Regions from separate parts of the Mus musculus genome. Here region 1 is linked to region 2. Evidence: chromatin contacts called from public HiChIP or PLAC-seq data. All regions are on one chromosome and are shown on one strand. The core of a region is the stretch at or near the end of the contact, and the rest is flanking DNA. Distances in the headings are between cores, read along the strand shown.

Region 1 (6,000 bases), core at 2,257-4,756, 65 kb after region 2:
GACCTCATCTCCCCACCCACCCATCTCCCGGTCCCTCAAAGTCCCTAGTCCAGTCTGCTGGCCTCTGTTCAGTTCACTCCTTCCTCTCCCTGCTCTGGACTCCTCCAGATGCCTCTGGTTGTGCTCCCCCTCCTTGCCTTGGAGTAGCCACCTCATCAGCTTATATATATGATGCTGAAATCCTCAGTTTATACACAGAGGACCTGGGTTTGGTTCCCAGCACCCATATAGCACTTCACAACCATCTCCAATTCCAGCTCTAGGAGATCTGATGCCCTCTCCTATTCTCCAAGGGTACCAGACAAACACATGGTGCACTGACATACAAGTGGGCACACACACACACACACACACACACACACGACAAATTAAAATTTAAAAGTCTTTAAAATAAGAAAAGCTCGGCCTAGAGAGATGGTTCAATGGTTAAGAGCACTGACTGCTCTTCCAGAGGTCCCGAGTTCAATTCCTAGCAACCACATGGTGGCTCACAACCATCTGCAATGGGATCTGATGCCCTCTTCTGGTGTGTCTGAAGAGAGCCACAGTGTACTCACATACATGGAATAAACAAATAAAAAAAGAAAGAAAAGAAAAGGAGAGAAAAGGCACTCTATGCTTTACGTGGGCCATAGACCCCTCACTGGTGTTCTGGCTAGCTGGTTCTCTCTTGCTCACCACAGAGCGCCTGGGACCAGAATCTCCTCTACTGTTTCAGATGGCAGGAAGGAATTATGAAGAGTTAGCTCAGACCTCAGTTATGGAACCAAAAGCCGAGCCCAAATGCTCGTAGCTGAGGCAGGCTTCCAGAGCTCATGCTGATCCCATCCCCACGGGCCTCTTTCCTCAGAATCCACTGACTTTGGGAAAGTACGAATCACCCTCACAGCTCTAAGGGTCCCCCTCCCTTGAAACACCACATGCAGAATTCTGCAGCAGAGCTGGGCTTGCTCCAGTGTCCTGCTGCCATGTATCATACAATGCTGGCCACAATTAGCCCCTTAAGATGTATTTGTTGACAGAAAAGAATGAAGTGCAAGACACATCAGAGGTTCAAAGGCACAAGAACTGGTTCTTATGCACGGGGACACTCACGTGCAACTCATGAGCTTACTCAATTGCGACCAGCTCTGCCCCTGAAGATAGTTTCTTAACTCCCATCCTAGACAAAGTCGGCCATGTCAAGAATGCCAGCCCCTCTAAGTGCTATTCTATTACAGACCCTGTGTCACGTTAGGTCACATCTGCAATTGCTTTCTGTCGGCCCAGCTGAGGGGGGAGGGGAGCGGTTGGAGCAGACTTTATGGCAACAATCAAAAGAGAAACATGTGCTGTGCTAGAGCAGAACCCACCACGGGCTCTGATGTCACCCTCTGCTGCTACTCTAGTGGTCTGCAGCCCATCCTGCCAGCTCCCACTTTAAAGAGAGGCCCCTGGGCTTTTCGTCTCAAGTATCTCTCTTCATAAGCATGGATCGATGTTTCCGTACCCAGACTCAGGGCTCAGCCCTGGAAGACAGTCTTCCCTCTGCGGTACTCTGCGAGAAGCTCCATGCTGCCAAACACCCTTGGGCAGAGAGTGAGTTTGGCACAGCTAGAAAAGTATATAAATCTAAAAGCTGACAGTTCTGCACTGTGAAAGACACATACGAATCAGACAGAGCCAAAGACCACAACCACTTCATCTGTAGCATATGCTCTGACCAGCATCTTCCAGTGTCCCCACAGATCCACTGCTAGCTAGCATCCAGGAGGAGCAAAGTCAATACCCACATGTAGTCATGGTTGTGTGACTCATGAAACCCACCACAAATCAGGGCAATGATAAAAATGTCAACCAGCACTGGCAAGCGCAGCCCATGTGCTCTGGTGCCTGTGGAGGCTAAGAAGAGAGTGCTGGATCCCCTGGAACTGGGAGCTATAGAGGGTTGTAAGCCCCCATGTGGATGCTGGGAACCAAGCTACAGCAGCCTGCCTGTGTGTATGGCTTAGAAGTATTCTTTGTGTGGCATTTTCCCTGATCCTGGGGAACAAGGAGAAGAGTCGGATACCCACTTAGAAGTTGGGGTTGGCAGAAATGATCTATTTAGGCTGCATTAGAAATTGGAGTAAATCTAGGTTCCCTGAGCAACTGCCGGGCCCTACTATTGTTGCTGGAACCTCTAAATTAAACTGGGAAAGCATGTTGTATAGCTCAGGGGTCTGCAGGGTCTGGAGCTGGCTGAGCTTGGAGATGTTGAGAGGTAGCTACTCCAGAAGATGTCCTCCCCCCACCTCACAGAGCTCAGATGAGGCCACTCCTTAGCTCTGTCTTCTCCAGAAGCCTTGAACTCACAGAGCTCTCTACCTGTCTCGTCTACACAGTGAGTTCCAGGACAGCCAGGGTTAGAGAGAGCCTGTCTCAAGGGTTCCGGGTGGAGGGAGGAACCCAGATAGAAATGAAGGTACAGTGTAGAGGAAGAGAAGAAGAGAAAATTTCTGGCTTTATCAGGAATTCACAGGAGAAATGAAGTAAGCTCTGATTTGTAAAGAGCCCAAACTGCAACAGTTCATGAAAGGGGGTGAGAGGCAACTAGCCAGGAATTCTCCCTGATGCCCAACTCCGAGTCTATAGGACACAGAGACATGGAGAAACTGAGTAAGGGACATTGGCCACACCTCAAACACTAGGAGCCCCCCTCTATCAGCTCCAGGCCTCAGGGTTTCAGGAGGGGACGGGATGGAGGTGGGGAGTCGGGGGGTCAGAGCCAATGACTTACACTGTACGCATTGATAATCAGTTGAATAATATTTTTGGAATCTCCATGCAAAATCTCCACAGTGGTTCCAGGTATCAGGGCTGTAAAATTCTTGAAAAACACAAAACAACAACAACAAAAAAAGTAAGATCATTTTGCCTTCTGTGAAGGTTAATTTTATGTCAACTTGACACAGGCTAGAGTCACCTCAATTGAGAAAATGCCTCCATAAGATTGGACTGTAGGCAGCCTGTAGAGCATTTTCGTAATTAGTGATTGATGGAGAGGAACCAGCCCACTGTGGGCAGGGCCATCCCTGGCTAATAGTTCTGGGTTCCATAGGAAAGCAGGCTGAGCTAACCATGAGGAACAAGCATCCCTCCATGGCCTCCGCATCACCTCCTGCCTCAAGGTTCCTGCTCTGTTTGAGCTCCCATCCTGACTTCCTTTAGTGATGAACCATGATGTGGAAGTATAAGTCAAATAAGCCCTTTCTTCCCCACATTGCTTTTGGTCATGGAGTTTCATCTCAGCAATAGTTACCCTCTCACTAAGACACTTTCCATTCTGTCAGAATCAAAAGTGTACTGTGGACAAGAGTGAACAAGGGCCAGTACCACGCTCTGCCACTCTCCCAGACCACATGCTGGATGGAGAGAGTGCTATGGGAGAGGCAAGAAAATTTGGTGTGAGAAGCACACTCAGGGAGCTATGGAAGGAAGTGCAGGGCTGACAGCAAATGACCAGTCACCCTCTAAGGTCATGACCCTCTCACCATCACTCCTGGTAATTGTAGGCTCATTTCGGGTTGACTCTGCATGTTCTACAGGAGCACAAAGGCCTGCTTCCCCAAGCGTAGGAAGACAGCCTATCTTCCCAGTAGGGAGTTAACAGACGGGTGTCATTCTAAAGACCTTTTGATACCTGTATGTAAGGCCAGGGGACAAAGCCCTTTGCCCTAGCACAGCTCCTGAGTGTGGCTCTGAGAACAGGACAGGGTCCCTGTCACCCTCAAGCTATATAGGTCTCCCCATTCTGAGGAAGGAGGCTGAAGCCCAAGAGGAAACAAAGCCCGACACAGCTTCTGCACTTAGTCCTTCTAAGAATGTGGTTTGTAACGGTCGAGCTTTAACCAATGATTAAACTAAGCGTCTTTTCATTCTATCAATCTAAAATAGACTCAGGCTCAGAGAGGCTCCATGACTCAGGAAGACACTGTGACATTTTCGTAACCTCTCATAAAGCAGGGGCCTTGGAGACACGATCGAACAGAAGTTCTTTGGAGGATAATTAAGGGATTCCTGACAGCATCCCCTATATGGTCACAGCATCCAGGGTGAGCCGGGTTTATGCTTAGCTCACACAGTCAGAGAGGTTGAGTGAATGTCTGTGTGTGCCCATGTGCGAGCATCACAGAAAGGCCAGAGAGTAGGTCCTCCTACTATTACTCTCTAGGGAGCTTGCGAGTACCACTGTCATTGCCACAATGGTGGCCCAGGTGGCAACCTGGGAAAAGACTTGTTGGATGCAACAAGCCCATCGCTCTCTTCTCTCAGTCACTGACTGATTTCTGGAAGACCTACTGTGCTGGGCCACCCCTTACCTCCCACCCTCCGCAGGAAGGCAGACTGAGTTAGTAGTAGTAGCCAACAACAGCTGCCCAGTTCTCTTTGTACAGAATTATTTCATGTATTCCTTCTCAACTGGAATAGGCCCCTGTGTCTCTATCCATCTTCTGAAAATGACGATTCATAATATTTTTGAGATGTTTCTCTGAATTAAGTTAAATAACATAGTTTAAAACTCCCAGTGAGGGCTGGGGAGATGGCTCAGGGGGTAAGAGCACCCGACTACTCTTCCAAAGGTCCGAAGTTCAAATCCCAGCAACCACATGGTGGCTCACAACCACCTGTAACAGAGATCTGATGCCCTCTTCTGGTGCGTCTGAAGACAGCTACAGTGTACTTACATATAATAAATAAATAAATAAATCTTTAAAAAAAAAAAAAAAAAAACTCCCAGTGAAGATGCTCATGACCACATGAACACTCAAGGGTTTCCTTATTACTTCTAAGCACAGCTCCATTGACCCTGCCCACCCCCACTCTAATCTCTAACTGGCTTTAGGTCAAAATGAGTCACGGATCAGACCACCCCCCACCCCGATACACACACACACATACACACACACACACACACTCACACTCGCACACACACACTCACACATACTCTCGCACACACACACATACACACACACACTCACTCACACATACACACACACACACACACACACGAGTACCTTGTAGAGCATATAGTGGTTCTTCGTCACAGCAAAAATGAGGTTGATATTGTTCTCTGCCAGCTTCTCCCCAAGCAAGGCAAGCGATGGATAGTCCTAAGTCGAAGGCAAATGTCAAGAGTGTAACCATCCCAACCAGCTGCAACACTGACATGTGATCTGCAGACATGCAGACCCTGGAAAAAAGCATCTTTCTCCTGGGTACCCGTCAACCAAGGGCCTAATAACCAAGTCCATCAGCAGCCCCTCATCTAAGAGGCTATAGGAAAGGACATTCGTTAGAAAGGCCCCTCTAGCATCACTAGGTGTGATCTGGACCCCTCCTCGTTCTTTCTGGAGGGATAGGAATAGTTGTGGCACCAGGAAGAACAGTCTCACCGTCTACCATCTGCCACCAACACCTATTAGCTTGTATCCTTACCCTACAGCTGTCCCTTGCCCTGTATTCTTTTTCCTGTGCCCAACAGTCAGGTAACCGATGTCTGCGGGTCCCGCTCATGGCTCATAACAAGCAAAGGAGGGCACTGCTCTCTGGAATCAGGCTGTGATGGGGGAAGGAGGTAGCCGACCAATTGAGGAGAAAGGAAAGACTGGAGGCAATTTAACCCTGGTTGGTATAGGGTGAGGTCCTACAGTTAGAAGCCTTTTCAAGACTCCATCACTCCTGGATAATCTAGAAAGCTTAGACGATCACCTCCTGGAGCTGGAGAAAATGGGCTTGTCCTGCAAAGAAAACTGGCAAGAACTCCTCTCTAGCCAGATGTTAAAATAGATTTGGGGAAGAAGAAGGGATACATTTCTTTAAAAGTCTCCATAATTAATGTGGCAGAATCTTGGTACTTGGTACTGGGTATCTTCTAACTCTATCCCAGTTGTGACCCCTTCAGGAAAACAGGTTCCATCCACGCTGTGTTCAGATCACCTCCACTGGAACCCCTTGGCTCCCAGGCCACCCCTTCCTCCA
Region 2 (5,828 bases), core at 580-3,079:
GTATGTATGTATGTGTGCGTCTGTGTGTGTATGTATGTATGTATGTGTGTCTGTGTGTGTATGTATGTATGTGTGTATATGTATGTATGTGTGTATGAATGTGTGTATGTGTGTGTGTGGGTCTGCAGAATCTGGTTCTCTCTTTTCACCATGTGGGTCCAATAGACTGAATTCAGGTCGCCAGGCTTAGTGGCAAGTCTCTCCTTCACCCACTGAGCTACCTCTTACTGGCAGTTGTCTTTTTTTCTAACTAAAACTTCTGCTTTTTCTCCCAGTGGGGACACTGAGGTAATATGGTTGTCCTCTCTTTCCCCTCAAATATTTGAAAGCCTGGCAAGCTTTAAAAAAAAAATCCCATCAGTGGCCCAGCAAGATGGCTCATCAGATAACAGCGCTTGTCACCAGGCCTGAGGATTTGAGTGTGACCCACAGGCCTGCAGAGTGAATGCAGAGCTTCAGCTTCAGCTCCAGCTGGATCGCACAGGTTTATGCATACAGGTTGGTAGGAGGCTTGATCAGGCTTCCAGTGTCTGCAGGTGATGCACAGCTGGGAATGAGGCTGATCTATTGAGCATTCTGTCAATTAACAGCACACAGAGATGAACGTAGTTGTTGACCTAGCAAGAAGAACAAAGCATTTTAACATCTGAATTCTTATTTAATCAAGGCCTTACTGAAGTTGCTGGTAATGAGAAACAACTGTCAAGACAACAAATTTTACCTGTCATGGTGGTGAACACTTTTAATTCAAGCACCCAGGAGGCAGAGGCAGATGGATCTCTGTGAGTTCGAGGGCAATCTGAGCCTTCACTACATTGTGAAGTCTACATCAGGCTGGGTAACATAAGGAAGCCCTGTTTCAAACCCAAAACAAACGCTGGGATCTATGGGGGTTTCCACGCTGGGAGCTCAACACGATCTCTTTAGAGAAAACAAAGAGACAAAATGAAATCTCAGTCTGTTTGATAAGTGGCATTTCCTTAAAATAGGAAAATACAGTCAATCCCAGCACTTGAGAGGCAGGTGGATCTCTGAGTTCGAGGCCAGCCTGGTCTACAGAGTGAGTTCCAGGACAGCCAAGGCTATACAGAGAAACCCTGTCTCAAAAAAAAAAAAAAAAAAAAAAAAAAAGAAAAAAAGAAAAAAACAAACAAACAAACAAAAAGGAAAATACAGTCTTAGGGGATTATCATTATTATTAACACAGGCTCACTAGATACCTAGGTCAGCCTTGAACTTGGAATCCTCCCATTTCAGGTTCTTACATAGCTAGGACTACAGGAGTTCACTTAACCAGCTAAGGGTTTTGTAAACCAAATATGCTTGAGTTTTCAAACTGCCCAACATTCCCCTTCCAGTTAGCCAATAGATACTGTCAGTTGATCCTCCCTAACTGGCCCCACCCTTCTTCATCTGGTACACTTCAAGTGGTCTAAAGGAAGTTTGTCAGCCCCTGAGTGCACGGTGACCTGCTTCAGATTTCTATGTGCAAATTACTATGAAACTCTCCCACGCCAACTGCTGTAAAATTAATACAAGAAGGTAGCCACAGGCTCTGTCTTAGAGGATTTTTATTTTATGGAAAGAAACCCTGAGAGATTAGGGAAGTGGCTGTTAACAGTGACTGGATCAGATAAAGAAGCGCTCAGCTATAAACAAAACAAACAAAATAAAAAATGAACGAAGCCTACAGATCCCTCCGGGGGAAATCAGGCTTCGATCTAGCTTTCAGGTTTGAAAACCCACCTCCCCAACCAGGAAGCATCTAGAACACTCAATGAAGCCCGCGGCCCGGGCCGGAAAGGGGGGCGGAAGAGGCGGGACTTCTGGGTGACGTCACGGGCCCCAAGCCCCTCGGCTTCCAGAGCGAACTGAGCGCGCGAGAATGGAGGTCGCCAGCCAAGCCCTGGGCCCCTTGGTCACCGAGCTGTATGACGTGCAGGCTTTCAAGTTCGGGAGCTTCGTCCTGAAGAGCGGGCTCTCCTCCCCAGTCTACATCGACCTGCGGGGCATCGTGTCACGCCCGCGTCTTCTCAGTCAGGTACCAGCCCCGAGGGACGGGATGGCTCCGGGTGGCGGGAAAAGAGAGCAGGAGATGGCGGGGGTGGCCGAAATTGGGGACAAGGGAGAGCCACAGACCAGGCAGGCAAGCCCTCCCGACTGCTGGTCTGGAGAGTGTGGAGGAGCTTGGGGACCGGGAGCCTTCAGCTTCTTTGAGACCTTGTTTCTGGACCGATCGGTGTAGACACGTGTTTTGCGAGAGTCCGGGTGTCCTGTTGGGCTCTGGCCGGCGGAGAAGTCCTTGAGTGAGTTCTGTGTACCTAACCCCCAGAAAGTGACAATTAGGGAGGAAAGGAAAAGGCGGGAGGGTGGAGAAATTAGTAGCGGATCAAACGACTCGATTTAATAGTGCATGGCCAGTAGCAAGAAGTGAAAGCCATATGGTGGATACCAGAAAGGCAGAATTTTTTGGTTGGCAAGGGTAAAGTGTGCACTTAGAGGTTTCTAGCCTGTTGTTTCTCAAACCTCGTGTCGGTTGTCTGTGAGTCACCGCCAAGTCGGCCTTGAGGCAGTGCTTTCTAGAATAACAAGCCTCCAGCCGAACTGCATGCAGATGGCATTTAGAATAAAAGGTTAGAAATGGCAGGAAGTGTTGCTAGGGACTCTGTGTGGATTATAGATCATTGTGAAGTTTGTATTAGCGTTTATAGTGGGTGTGGGTGTGTGTCCAGGTGTGCACGTGCCGTGGTACACTTTCGAAGATCAGAGTGTGTTCTCGCCCTCCCTCTCTGTCTTGAGGGTTAAACGGATTGAACTCAGGTGGTCAGGCTGGGCAGAAAAACCTTTACCAGAGGAGCCAGTGTGCCTGCCAGAATTGTTAATAAATAAAGCACTGGGGTTGGAGTCAAAAGTTAAAGGTCCCACTTCATAGTGCTGCTCAAGGCCAGCCTGGGCTACATGAGAATTTGTCCCAAGACCAAACATACTAATGGAATAGTTAAAAGTTACTAGTGGCTACTTTGTTGCCTAGTGTAACTGTAGAATATTTCCATTATTTGCAGAGGTCTATCAAGACATAATATGTATGTAGCCAGGTATGGTGGTGCACATCTATAATTCCTGCATTCAGGAAGCTGAGGCAGGAGAATTGTGAGTTTGAGGTCAGCCTGGGTTGCACAGGGAGACCCTGTTTTTAAAAACCAACCCCTCTGCCCTCAATGTACTGTTCCTATCACATACTTAAGGTTTGTTTCTTGGGTACCCATTTTGCCTAAATTGTTGTGAGTAGATTGAAACCCTGATTGACGTGGTTTGAATTATTGGCTTTTCACCATCCAGAATCTTACTATGATTAGGAACCGTATTACCAAGAACTATCTAATTAAAATTTTAAAGAGGTTTATGTAAATAGGTGTTCTCAAGATATATAGCACCGCCCAAAAACCCAATAGATAATATGCTTCTAACTTCGTAGCAATAAGTGATAATTGACTGGTTGTGTACACACATAAACAATTGAAGGGAAACGATAGTATTTATTTCCCTAAAAAACAAATTCCCCCAAATCATTTCTTATACTCTTATGATTTGTGGGTTTATGTTGTAGGTATATGCTCATGTCAGTGATAATCCAAAAGAGTGTCTAGCAGACTTAATCATGAAATGTATTTAACTTGGTAATCTTAAGTTTCAGTTGCTATACATCTTGGTTTAGGTGCATGTAAAGCATGACAGATCAGTAAAAGCCTGCAGGAAGAAGTATGTATTGTACTGTAATTCTGTGCACATAGTGGAGTGATAATAGTAATTTGAGAAAACCAATGTTTCAGTTTTCATAGTCTTATCTAGCAGTGTGTGTGTGTGTGTGTGTGTGTGTGTGTGTGTGTGTGTGTGTGTGTTACTGAGGCTTGGGTCCCGGGCTGTAAGTATACCAGGCCAAGTGCTCTATCACTTAGCCCTAGTACCTACCTTCCCACATTCATTACAGATAGTGTTATAACAGTTCTGAGTATGTCCATGATTTTAGTATTAGAAATTACACACTTTGTAACTTAAAAATAGTCACAAGCTTTTCCAACTCCAGAAGGGTGGCATGAGTAGAGCATGCCCATGCCTACAATCCCAGCGCCTGGGTGGCTGATGAGGCAGGAACAGCCACATGAGTTGACCAGTTTTGACCCTTCAGAACCTCAAAAGTAGATGACTGGAGCGATGGCTCAACAGCCAAGAGCACTGACTGCTCTTCCAGAAGTCCTGAGTTCAATTCCCAGCAACCACATGGTAGCTCACAACCATCTGTAATGGGACTCGATGCCCTCTTCTGGTGTGTTGCAAGACAGTGACAGTCTGTAAATGAGCTACAATGTACCATATACATAAAATAAATCTTTAAAAAAAAAAAAAGCTCTCATTCTTAAGTGGTAGATGTACAAGAAATAAAGTTTTGTTGTTGTTGGTTGTTTTTTTGTTTTGTTTTGTTTTGTTTTTTGTTTGTTTGTTTTTTCGAGACAGGGTTTCTCTGTGTAGCCCTGACTGTCTTGGAACTCACTCTGTAGACCAGGCTGGCCTCGAACTCAAAAATCCGCCTGCCTCTGCCTCCCAAGTGCTGAGATTAAAGGTGTCTGTCACCACTGCCCAGCGTAAAATTTTATTTTAAAGGTAGTGTTAGATGAGAGTATGCATTCTAACATTAAAATATGCTTGATTTGGCCTGGTGGAAGTGGTCCATGCCTTTAGTCGCAGTGCTTAGGAGGCATAGATACTCATGGTAAATTGTTATGAATAATCCATTTATATCTTAGGCTTAAATTTTTATTTTAAATTTTTAAATTTAAAAAATCTCCTGGGGTCACGTCTTTCCAATTCTGTTGTGCTGTGGCATGATTCATATGTCATTTGAAGTAGTAATAATGGAAAGTATGTGTGTTCCTTTTTTTACAGGTCGCAGACATTTTATTCCAGACTGCAAAAAATGCGGGGATCAGTTTTGACAGTGTGTGTGGAGTTCCTTATACAGCGTTACCACTGGCGACAGTTATCTGCTCAGCCAATCACATTCCCATGCTCATTAGGAGGAAGGAAACAAAGGATTATGGTAAAATAAAAATATCCTAAGCCTCAGGTTAATATGTAACCTGCTAGGATTTTGTTCTCTATCAGGCCCTGGTGTTTACCAGAGCTGTTGCACGCTCTCCAGAGGCCTGGTCAGCTGTCGAGTTGCTGACTCTTGCTGCAGGAGACCTTCCCGTACAGTCTGGCTCTGAAATGCTTTCTGTTGACTGGGCAGTAGAAGCAAAGTGCTTGGTGAACCCCAACCTTTGTATTGGCCCTTTCTTCATCAGTAGAATGTTCTAGGAGCACATACTTGTAGGTATCTTTCCATTCAAATGCATGCAGTCATGAAGAGTAAGGTCCTCTAATGAAACTACAGACACCTTGGGCACACATCTTTTGTTGGGGTCCACGTCAGGTGTGTTTGCTTAAGAACCTGAAAATCAATCTAAAGATATGAGGACTGAGTTGTTACTTAATAATATTAGAGAATTAGCGAGATTTTTGTTTATATTGATATGGTGGTGCCTTGTTAGTTTTTAAAAAGAGATCTTTTAAGATAAACTATGCAATATCTTGGGTTTGCTTCTGAGACTTGTGAGAGGACAGTGAGATAGCTCAATGGGTAGAGAAGCCTGCAGCTAACTCTGACCTGAGTTTGGGCGCTGGGTCCCACTCAAATGTAAAACTGAATCTCAAAAAATGAATATGAAGTCTAGAGCCTGAGTTACCTATATTTTGTAGATTATAGTGGGGCTTAAGGGTGGAGAAGTCAC

Evidence for each region. HiChIP or PLAC-seq counts read pairs in DNA pulled down with a chosen protein or histone mark.
Region 1: a contact with region 2 is called in an H3K4me3 HiChIP or PLAC-seq map of bone marrow-derived macrophages, with 2.0 times the contacts expected there. The contact joins the enhancer-like site here to the promoter of Umps in region 2. A contact is called at or near these places in 1 of 39 promoter capture datasets (macrophages), 16 of 484 Hi-C or Micro-C datasets (the C2C12 cell line, the G1E-ER4 cell line, the HL-1 cell line and 10 more), 8 of 115 datasets of contacts at active chromatin or transcription factors (the HPC-7 cell line, the SCID.adh cell line, bone marrow-derived dendritic cells and 5 more) and 4 of 9 other capture datasets (adipose tissue, bone marrow-derived macrophages, liver and 1 more).

Annotation. Positions count from the first base shown.
Region 1 is chr16:33,899,642-33,905,641 of GRCm38.p6, reverse strand. It overlaps Itgb5 (integrin beta 5), which reads right to left. Exons shown (of 15, transcript NM_001145884.1): 7 at 5,037-5,132; 8 at 2,759-2,848. Among named protein-coding and RNA genes, the nearest start is that of Umps, 64 kb to the left of the region's middle. Within about 2 kb of position 3,506, at least 14 of the 459 cell types and tissues checked have an H3K27ac peak or open chromatin away from gene starts, as enhancers often do. A contact at or near this core is called in bone marrow-derived macrophages, where this site is marked.
Region 2 is chr16:33,963,039-33,968,866 of GRCm38.p6, reverse strand. Umps (uridine monophosphate synthetase) reads left to right here and starts at 1,829. Exons shown (of 6, transcript NM_009471.3): 1 at 1,829-2,041; 2 at 4,942-5,095. The coding sequence starts at 1,886.